3 separate regions of the Sus scrofa genome follow, and regions 2 and 3 are each linked to region 1. The links are chromatin contacts, called in public HiChIP or PLAC-seq maps. All regions are on one chromosome and are shown on one strand. Each heading gives the region's core, a stretch centred on a gene start, on an enhancer-like site or on the middle of the called end of the contact. The rest is flanking DNA. Distances are from core to core; before and after follow the strand shown. Region 1 holds the start of CDC42EP3 (cdc42 effector protein 3). Region 2 holds the start of PRKD3 (serine/threonine-protein kinase D3). Region 3 holds the start of QPCT (glutaminyl-peptide cyclotransferase).

Region 1 (2,910 bases), core at 103-2,602:
ACACATGCCTCCCGAAGTCGAGAGGGGGATGGACTATAATAATTCACAATGAAAAAATTACTGGCCTCATCCATTCGTCCTCACACGTCTAATACTTGTCTGTATCAAGGCAGTTTCAAGGAAAAAGGGAAAAACAAAACAAAAGGCAAACCTTGAAAACAATCCAGCTGTTCAGAAACCACCGTTAAAAAAAAAAAAAAAAAAAGCAACTGCCAGATCTGCAGGTTGGAGCCCCTGCCACAATGCCCCCCATCAAGAGAAGAGACACACGCCCAGCGGGTACTGCCATCCCAGTTCTGCGCGGTGCACCCTTGTGTGGCCCTGGTGCCAGTCCACGATGGGAGGGGAGCGGCAGCCATGTGCGGCTTGTTCTCAGATGGAAAAATGCAATAAGCGCCCAGAATGGCTGTCAATGGCTCAGAGGGGGCAGTGTAGCCGCGCAGCCCCACCCTGAAAAGTGGTGGGCACAAACGGTGGCGCTCTGCGTCTTGGTCGTGCCGCCCGCACCCCTCTCAGTTTGCTTTATACAGCCTTTGGTCCTCAGGACACCAGCTGGAAGGTGATGCCCTCGGTATAACCGTTCCCCGTGCGTTTCCAAGCCTAGACCCCGCGCACGCCGGAAGCGGCCACGGCCGCGGGTCGGACGAACTCACAGACGCGCAGAAAAGGAGCTGTGGGCAGACGGCAACTCACCAGCGGCGCCAAGGATCCCAGCCGCTGGCCCCGGGGCCAGGCGCCCGGCACCGACACTTTCCGAGGGCGCACGCAGTCCCTGCCCGCCACGCGCAGATCCAGCCGGGTCGGCGGGCGCGGCGCCAGTTCACAGCATTATCCGCTCTGAGATTGCGTGAAGGCGCCCAAGGCCGGGGACTCCCGGCTTGCCCCCAGCTCGGGCCCCTCCGCTGCGCAACCCGCCGTTAGCAGCCACCGTGGAGAGAGAGGGAAGGTGCGAGCTATACTGAAAGCACTGCAGCCGGACGCCAGGGCTGAACCTGCGAAGGGCGGGGCGGGCCGGGGCGGGGCCGGCGGCGCAGGGGGCGGGCCGGGGCGGGGCGCAGGCCGTGGGTCGCTGGCCGCACCACCCTGCCTTAGTACCTGAGCTCCGGCCCCGGGCGGGTAGACCCCGGTCGCCAGCTGCCGGGCTTGAAAGCCCCTGGCGGACAATGGGCGCTTATTGTTACCGCCCCAGCGCCACCTCCAGGGGTGGGGCTTTTCTCCGAGAAGATGTGTTCCGCTCCCTTGGCACAAAGGAAGGTCGCAGGGACGCCCAGTTCAAAGAGGCACTGGCTGCTGGGTGCCAGAGGACAAAGGGACTCTGCCTGCACCCCGGACACCTGTACTAAACCTCGTACACCCACCTCTCCTCCTCCCAACGAGTCGATCCAGCCCAGCAAGGCTCCGGCTTGGCGGGCGGCGGACTCTTGGGGAAGAGAGGCCACCTGACGGCGCCGCGCCGGCCGAGCCTTGGGTCCCCGGGCCAGTCTCAGCTCCAGTTTGCGGGGGGGGGGGCTTCTGTCAGTTTCCAGCCCAAACCCCTTGGAGATGTCGCCAAAACCCGGAGAGTGGATTTGGCGCACAAGAGACGCCCGGGGGTGCCGGCTGAGCAAGTGGGCACGCGAACAGCCGATGTTGCAGGTTTTTCCAGTCCACCGGGAGGCGTTTCCTCTCCTGCGGGGTGCCTCAAAGAGACTTGGCTAAAGCTGGAAGCGGGTGGCGGTTGCTCTAGACGAGCGCAAGTACCGCAGCTGCCGGCCCAGGAGCGTAAAATTCCGCCCTGGGCAGCACCTGCGCCCGCCGGTCATTCCAGCCACCGCCGCTGCGCGCCCCGCCTTGCTTCCCTCGAGGCCAAGCGTCGACCTGGTTAATTTTCTTAATCCGTCTCCGTCTCTTCGTCCTTGAGTTCTCGGCCTGGGGAATGAGTAGGCGACAGGAAAGGGCGGCGTTTTCCGGCGGTAAGGTCCCAGCCCGCACGTTCGGCCTGGGGGTGGGGGCTGGAACCTGCGAGAGTGAAGCACTCGCAGCCTGGCCCCAGCCCCGGGATTCTCAGGTTGAATGGAAATCCTGGCACAAAGAGCGATCCTCCAGGAGAACCTTGACTTTCCAGAGCGATATCAGCATCAGGTCGTCACCATAATGCCCCTGGGTTAATCTGAAACCTTAGAGGGTGCACATTAAGTCTTCGTTGTAACCCTCGGCTGATGTTAAGGTGAAGTGAAAAGGAAACGGACACAACCGTTCTGGAAAGCAACATACTTGGGTGGAGTGTTAAAAGAAAATAATAGTTGGCAGGTCAAATGGCCATGAAGTTGGAAGTCAAATACAAAACTCAGCTGAAGTGATGTTAGAAATCTGACAAGCAAAACAGTCGGTGAAGATAAGAGACCCAGCATTGTTTCCTTTCTTCAAATGACAACTACTCCGAAGTTTCCTTTGGCAGATACCTGAATTTTACTCCAGATTCCTGAGTGTTTTACCAGGGGTTCATATTTCAAAATATATGTTCCATTTGGCAGTAATGTATGTATTTTATGTATGAATTTATTGAAAAATATTAAATGTTACTGGCTTACTTAGATGAAAGTATTTTTATAAATATTTATGCATAGCTTTAATTGCACATGGTGTTTTTATAAGTACAAATAGTATGCATATATATTTATTAAATACCACATGAAAAATTCCTTTTGCACACAGACATTCTTTATGCATGTCTTTTGTGTGAAATTTTTTTTTCATTTGCTCTGTTGTTAGCTGCTGTTAGAGACTTTACTTCCATATAACTGAGTTACTTATTTTACAGCTTGTGCAAACATAAGAGGGGCAAGTTGTTTGAGGTAGCAATTTTATTCTCAAACTCCATTTTCACTTTTCTATACCATTCCTCAACTTCTAGAGACTTTCCCTCTCTGT
Region 2 (2,910 bases), core at 204-2,703, 300 kb before region 1:
AACATAGGCTTTCTTTGACACGTTTTAAATAATTTTACTAAAACTTGTAACTTTTTTTGACTGAATGTCCATGCTTACTCTCAATCCAGATCCTAACAGGAAAGGAGGAAAGCGTTCCTTTATTAAGTAAAAGTGGCCTAGACCTCGGTCGAGGAACTTTATGGGCGCCTTCAGCAGCAAATTCATAAGTATTCCCCACCCTCACTGCCTTAAAGTTGATAAGTAAGCTTGATCTAAGCAAAATCAGAGCGGCTAAGACTTTAGGAACTGCAGCCTTAAGTACAAAGTAGAAACAGAACAGGATAACATTTTCTAGGGTACAAATCACAGAATTTTAAACATTTTCGTTTCATTTACGACTACAGCTCATTAAAGCTATGTCGAACAAAATAGTAGTTCAGGGTGTAACTTATCCTTCCTAATCAAAGATGACACCGATAGTCTTATTTCCTGTGGGGATGGGTGTGGCTGAAGAGACAGTTACGTCCAAGCCATCAATCTGTGTATGGAAAAGTCTGCAAGTCTCACACACGCTGTCGCTCGCTTTACATTCGTGCCTGCACGCGGCAAGGCCTATGCTGCTGTCGGCGATGACTTGAAATAAAATATCCAACAGGCAATCTAATAGTATGTGGTTATATTTATTGCTCGAAGAAACAGTCACGCTTCTCGGTGTTTCATCTTAAGAAAAAGCTCCCAGGGATGAAACCGACTCGGAGCAACGCTGCAACTTGCAAAACTACACACAGTCAGGAAACCGGGGTGGGGGCTTACGTTCCTTCTCTAAGCACCGTTGACTCACCCTTGAAGACAACTACAAACTAAAGTGGAGAAAATCAAAGGGAAAGGCTAACCCAAAATCCGACAGCTTGAGTAACGCGGGACTGGCGTGGGGAGCTTGTTGGGGGGACGTGGAAACAGACTGTGAGCTACGGGCCCGGCGCGGTGGTCGCTGGTGGAGCGCGACTCCGAGTTGGCGTCGGCGCCCACGCCGGAACTTGGCCCCATCTGGCGGCCGCGCCGGCGCCCCAGCTTGCCCCCGCGCCCACCGCCCGCTCCTCTCGCGGCGCGCTCAGCCAACTTACCACCCAGCCCCGGCGGCCGCCGCCCAGCCCGGCGCGGAGTCCGAGACCCGCCGCCGCCGCCGCGTGCGGGTGAGTGGGGGAGGGGCTGCCGCCTCACCCCACGGGCCGGGAGAACAAAGCGGCCGCCGCGGCGGCGCTAACTTTTTCGGTGTCTGTTCCGCGCTCCCTGAGGCGACTACTTACAGAAGCGGGCTCCGCCGGTCGTGAGAAACTCCGCGCCCGCCAGCGTCTGACTCCGGGACCAGACGCCAGCGAGGCTTCACGCGCTTCGCAGAATCCCGCCCGCCTCAGGCGCCCCTTCCTCCCTCCCTCCTCCCCGTCCCGTCCTAAGGCCCGAGGGCGGGGGGCCGGGGCGTGCGGGGCGGGGGCGCGCGAGGGGCGGGGGCGCGCGGCCGGCGCGGGGGCTGTCGGGAGCTGTAGTCTCCCCGGGGGCTCGACACGGTGGTAGCCACGCGGGGATGTTGCTCACTGTCTTGACATATAGCGCAGGGCAACAGGAGCTCCGGGTGCTTTCGGGCTCGCTCTGTACCCTTCGAAGTCCTGGCGTCTCCGTGACCGCGGGGGAGCGGGCTGCGACCGTGTACTAATTCCAGTTACACACTGTCCTTGATACCCATTATTGCTACTGAACTGTTTTTGTCGTCCGCTCTGATGGAGGCGATGGTGGCCAGGGGCCAAGAGGTGATTAAGTTGGACGCGGAACTTGTAAGAGGTCTGCAGCAGAGAGCAATTTCCTCCCTGAGAAATCTTCTCACTGCTCCCCGTTTCCCTCCCGAGTGCTTGTAGTCCAGGTGGTCGCCTGGCACAGGAGCCCCGGGCATTCCACACCAAGGCAGATGCTCCGAGCGCCCTTCGCCTAAAGCAGTCTCTGAGAAGTCTCTGCTTCCAGTGTTTTTTGTGTATCCTACTTGTCTTTAAACTCGAATGTGTTACCTACCGTCGGGGTGAAGTGCAGCGAAGAGTCACCCAACCTTGGCTTCCACGTGACTTTGACAACGGTGACGGGGGACGCAGGTGGGGTGAAATTTAGAGGAAAAATACATGAGGTGAAAAATTTTACATGTTTTATGTGAGAGAAAGGCATGAGCGGCTGAGACCCATTGTTCCTAGTTCTCCTTATATCCAAATTTCATCGCAAAAGTACTCAAGTAAAATACACTGAAACAAGCAGGTGGGCCACAGTCAACAATCTATATCCATTACTACGCAGAGGTCGAAGGCAGTTTTTGAGAATAGAAAGTAAAGAAAGCTAAATGGGTCCCCACTTTTTATACCAGGTCATCACTCTTAATAGATTTCCCTGGATTTAAAGTTAAATGGAATTTTAAAATCATTTATATTAAAGATGGGCAAGTAAAATTGTGTATAACCCTGGTCTACTCTGAAGCTATAGTGTTACCCCCCCCCTTTTTTTTTCCTTTTTCTTTGTTGGATGCTCAGGGACAGGGATCAGATCCAACCCGCAGTTTCAACTTAACATTGGATCCTTAACCCAACATGCGAAGCCAGGGATCGAACCTGTGTCCCAGCACTCCAAAGATGCCTCCAATCCTGTTTCACCACAGCAGGAATTCCTGAAGCTATATTTTAAAAAGACATCTCTGAAATATTTTTGGGAATTAGAAGATACTAAGTATTTCACATTCAGTAATATCTAATTCAATCTAATTGTATTTTATACCGAGTCTTACTCTGCTATTCTTTTACTTTAAAATTGAAAGTAAATTCACTCTAGTTTTTAAAAAAACATTCTTACCTAACTTTGTCTTTTTCTTCCTTCCACTTCCCACTGACGTTTTAGTCCAACCCTGAATATCCTCTCTCA
Region 3 (2,910 bases), core at 305-2,804, 280 kb before region 1:
AATTATGTATTAGCAGTTAAACTCCAGCATTTTTGTACTTCCTATTTTGAATTGCTTATACTTAGCATATTATCTTTAGCATTTTGTTTCATATAGGTTTGCTATTTTTTCCACCAAGCCTTTCTTATAGAAATCTTGTTGTGGAAAGATAAAAAGGCAATAGGGTAAGAAAAATAATCATGTTTCTTATCCAGCTACCTAGGAAACCCACTATTTCAAGGTTGGTCTAAGCAGCAAGAGTGTAAAAAATGTATTGGGAGATGTGACAGTAGTTTTGTTCTGAATGTATACCAGTATTCTGAGGTGGTCTGATTATCAGAAGCACTGTCCATGGATGTACTAAAGAAGCTATTTAATTTTGTTTGCACCTGAAGATTTGAATTGCTACTCTAAACTCTGAGACACGAATAGGATTAGTAATTCTGAACATCAGGAAAGTAGGAATTTCCATCCTGTCTTCTCCTGTAGCTCCAGAGGAGGGCAGACGGTGTATCTCCAGGTCAACCCTTTCCCTTTTCAAACTCACTCTTATAGCCAAGCCTAAGAAGACAGAGTAGAGTGGGTGAGCCTTCTGGCGGACTCCATTACCTTCAGACCTTTGCTCTTTGGGAAGTAGGTCTGTGTCAATGTCATTATTTTGATATATTTTTTTTTCTGGGATCTAAAAGTTACTAGGAGATGACTCAGAGCAGCCCATGCCCTAATCCTCATTTTGGAAGGAAAAGAGGATGATGAAGTAATTGCCTGACAACTTAGACCAGAAACCTGCAGACAAAACTGAGATAGTGCTTGTTTCTAGGATTATCTTGGTAAGTGATTTTTGATGTTACGAAGTAAATAAGTACATTGTATTTAGGCTTTCCTTTTGTAGGGTATGGATTGGAGGAGATGGCTGCCTCAACAGCCACTGTGAACATTATCTCATTTATTTCAGATAATTTACCTCAATTATACTTCTCAGTCTGGGAGTACGATGGTCTGTCTCCTATAAGGCAAGCTAAGTATTTGTGTGTGTGTGTGTGTGTGTGTGTGTGTGAGAGAGAGAGAGAGAGAGAGAGAGAGAGAGAGAGAAAGATACGATGGGCTGTTATAAAGGATGTTTGACGGTTCCAGTTCAAGCTTTGTTTCCTCATCTGTAAAATGGAATTAATACCTACCTCACATGGTTATGAAGATTAAGTAAGGGAAAATCGTAAAAGCACCTAGGACAGTGACTGGCACATAAGTATTCAGTAAATGTAGATCCCTGTCCATCCCTTCTTAATGAGCCGTGGGAAAACACTTCCTAACCTCACAGGGTCTGAGAAACCCTCTCCCTTCCCTTTGTATTCTCAGTCACCCCCAGGCAATGGAGATTTAAAAAAAAAAAAAAAAAAGCTTCTTCCACGTCTCTTCCCTCCTTCCTTTCTTCCTCTCCTAGACAAGGAAGTGGCCGTCTCTGTTCCCATGGATTCGGAAGCCTGTGCCTCCCAGGACAGCCCAGCCTCTGGGTTGCTAAGGTGGAAGGTGGGGGTTGGAGAGAAGCGGCCTTGGCCTGCGTAGCGCAGTGGGGAGGCGACCGGGAGGCGATGGGGAGGCGGGAGCTATCGACCCAAGGGTGGAGAGGGGGGGAAGGCGAAGGACGCGCGTTCCCGGGCTCGTGACCGCCGGCGGCTCTGGGAACCCGCGTCGGGACAGTCCTGGAGAGATGACAGGCAGTGGGGACCGGCGCTTCGTGGGCACTCTCCACCTGCTGCTGCTGGTGGCCACCCTGTCCCTGGCGGCTCAGGGGGTCAGTCGGAGCGCGGCAGCATGGACCCAGGAGAAGGTGAGGGGTTGCTGCTGCGCGATTGTACCTGGGTGGCTCTTGCTGGGTGCGGGACCCAGAGCCCCAGTCTAGACAAGATGGGAGGCAAGGCAGAGCCGAGGTCCTCCCTTCCGGAGCCCCGAGAGGTCGGGGTTCTGCGTCCTCGCCAATGTTCCTCGCTGGCCGCCGGGCTGCTTTGGGTACGCCACGGGAGCTGGGTGATGTCACCGGCCTCCCCTCCGCTGCGGTCTGCTGCGGGTACTAATAGACACAGGAAGCGTGACTCGCTTTCTGCGGCGGAGCAGGGAGGTGAGGGCGCATCGCCGGTTCGCCGCCCACTCGGGAGCTGAGAGGCGCGCGGACTCCGAGCTCCCCGCCGCCAGGGAGCCGGGCGCGCCGGGAGGTGTGCCCGCTGCTGCCTCGCCCCGACATCCAAGGAAGCCCTCCCAAGGCTGAAGTTTCCAGGCAGTCAGCACGGACTAGTGTTGGTCTGTTTTAGATTTTTCAGCAGATCAGCTCTGAACGAAGGCGCGTAAATGGAGACCAGCTTTACTTTAACATTTTCTTTTTCTTCAAAGAGAGTAAAATGCAATCGTCAGGGAAATGTATCGAGTAGTAGGTGGAAATTTCACATATGGAATTTAGGATAAAAATGATCTGCAAGTTGCCTCTGCGTGCAGTAAATAGCTTCGCAATTATTCCCTTTCTTGTGTAACAGTTTTGAAATCCTGTAATTGCTAGGGACTTAAGCAAAAGTTAATGGTACTGGAGTAAAATGGTATACTTTCAAAGATACTAAATAAAGCAGCAAAGCAAAAAGCAGCAGGGATATAAACACTGATCATATTGTTTAAAAGATCTTTTGAATGGTTACAGAATGTCAGTATCAACTCAGAGGTTTGAAATACTGAGCACCCTGTGAACGTACAGGCCCTCTCAAAGCCCCATGCTCCACCGCCCAGGCACAAGCATATGTACATGAATCGCCCCTTCAGTCCTATGAGTAATACTTTTAGTTTCACCATTCAAGGGCTATAACATGCCCCACTTACACGTGGACACCACTAGCCATAGAGAACCTGGTGAGGATGAGGATAGTCAACTCAATAATAACTTCATGGTAA

What was found. HiChIP or PLAC-seq counts read pairs in DNA pulled down with a chosen protein or histone mark.
Region 2: an H3K27ac HiChIP or PLAC-seq map of alveolar macrophages shows a contact between it and region 1, with 3 times the contacts expected there. The contact joins the promoter of PRKD3 here to the promoter of CDC42EP3 in region 1. A contact is called at or near these places in 1 of 47 Hi-C or Micro-C datasets (embryonic fibroblasts) and 2 of 2 datasets of contacts at active chromatin or transcription factors (alveolar macrophages and skeletal muscle).
Region 3: an H3K27ac HiChIP or PLAC-seq map of alveolar macrophages shows a contact between it and region 1. The contact joins the promoter of QPCT here to the promoter of CDC42EP3 in region 1. A contact is called at or near these places in 2 of 47 Hi-C or Micro-C datasets (embryonic fibroblasts and epiblast stem cells) and 1 of 2 datasets of contacts at active chromatin or transcription factors (alveolar macrophages).

What each region holds. Positions count from the first base shown.
Region 1 is chr3:102,537,307-102,540,216 of Sscrofa11.1, reverse strand. It overlaps CDC42EP3 (cdc42 effector protein 3), which reads right to left and starts at 1,352. Exons shown (of 3, transcript XR_002342770.1): 1 at 694-1,352.
Region 2 is chr3:102,840,687-102,843,596 of Sscrofa11.1, reverse strand. PRKD3 (serine/threonine-protein kinase D3) reads right to left here and starts at 1,453. Exons shown (of 19, transcript XM_013996212.2): 1 at 1,269-1,453.
Region 3 is chr3:102,821,734-102,824,643 of Sscrofa11.1, reverse strand. QPCT (glutaminyl-peptide cyclotransferase) reads left to right here and starts at 1,554. Exons shown (of 7, transcript XM_003481245.4): 1 at 1,554-1,807. The coding sequence starts at 1,688.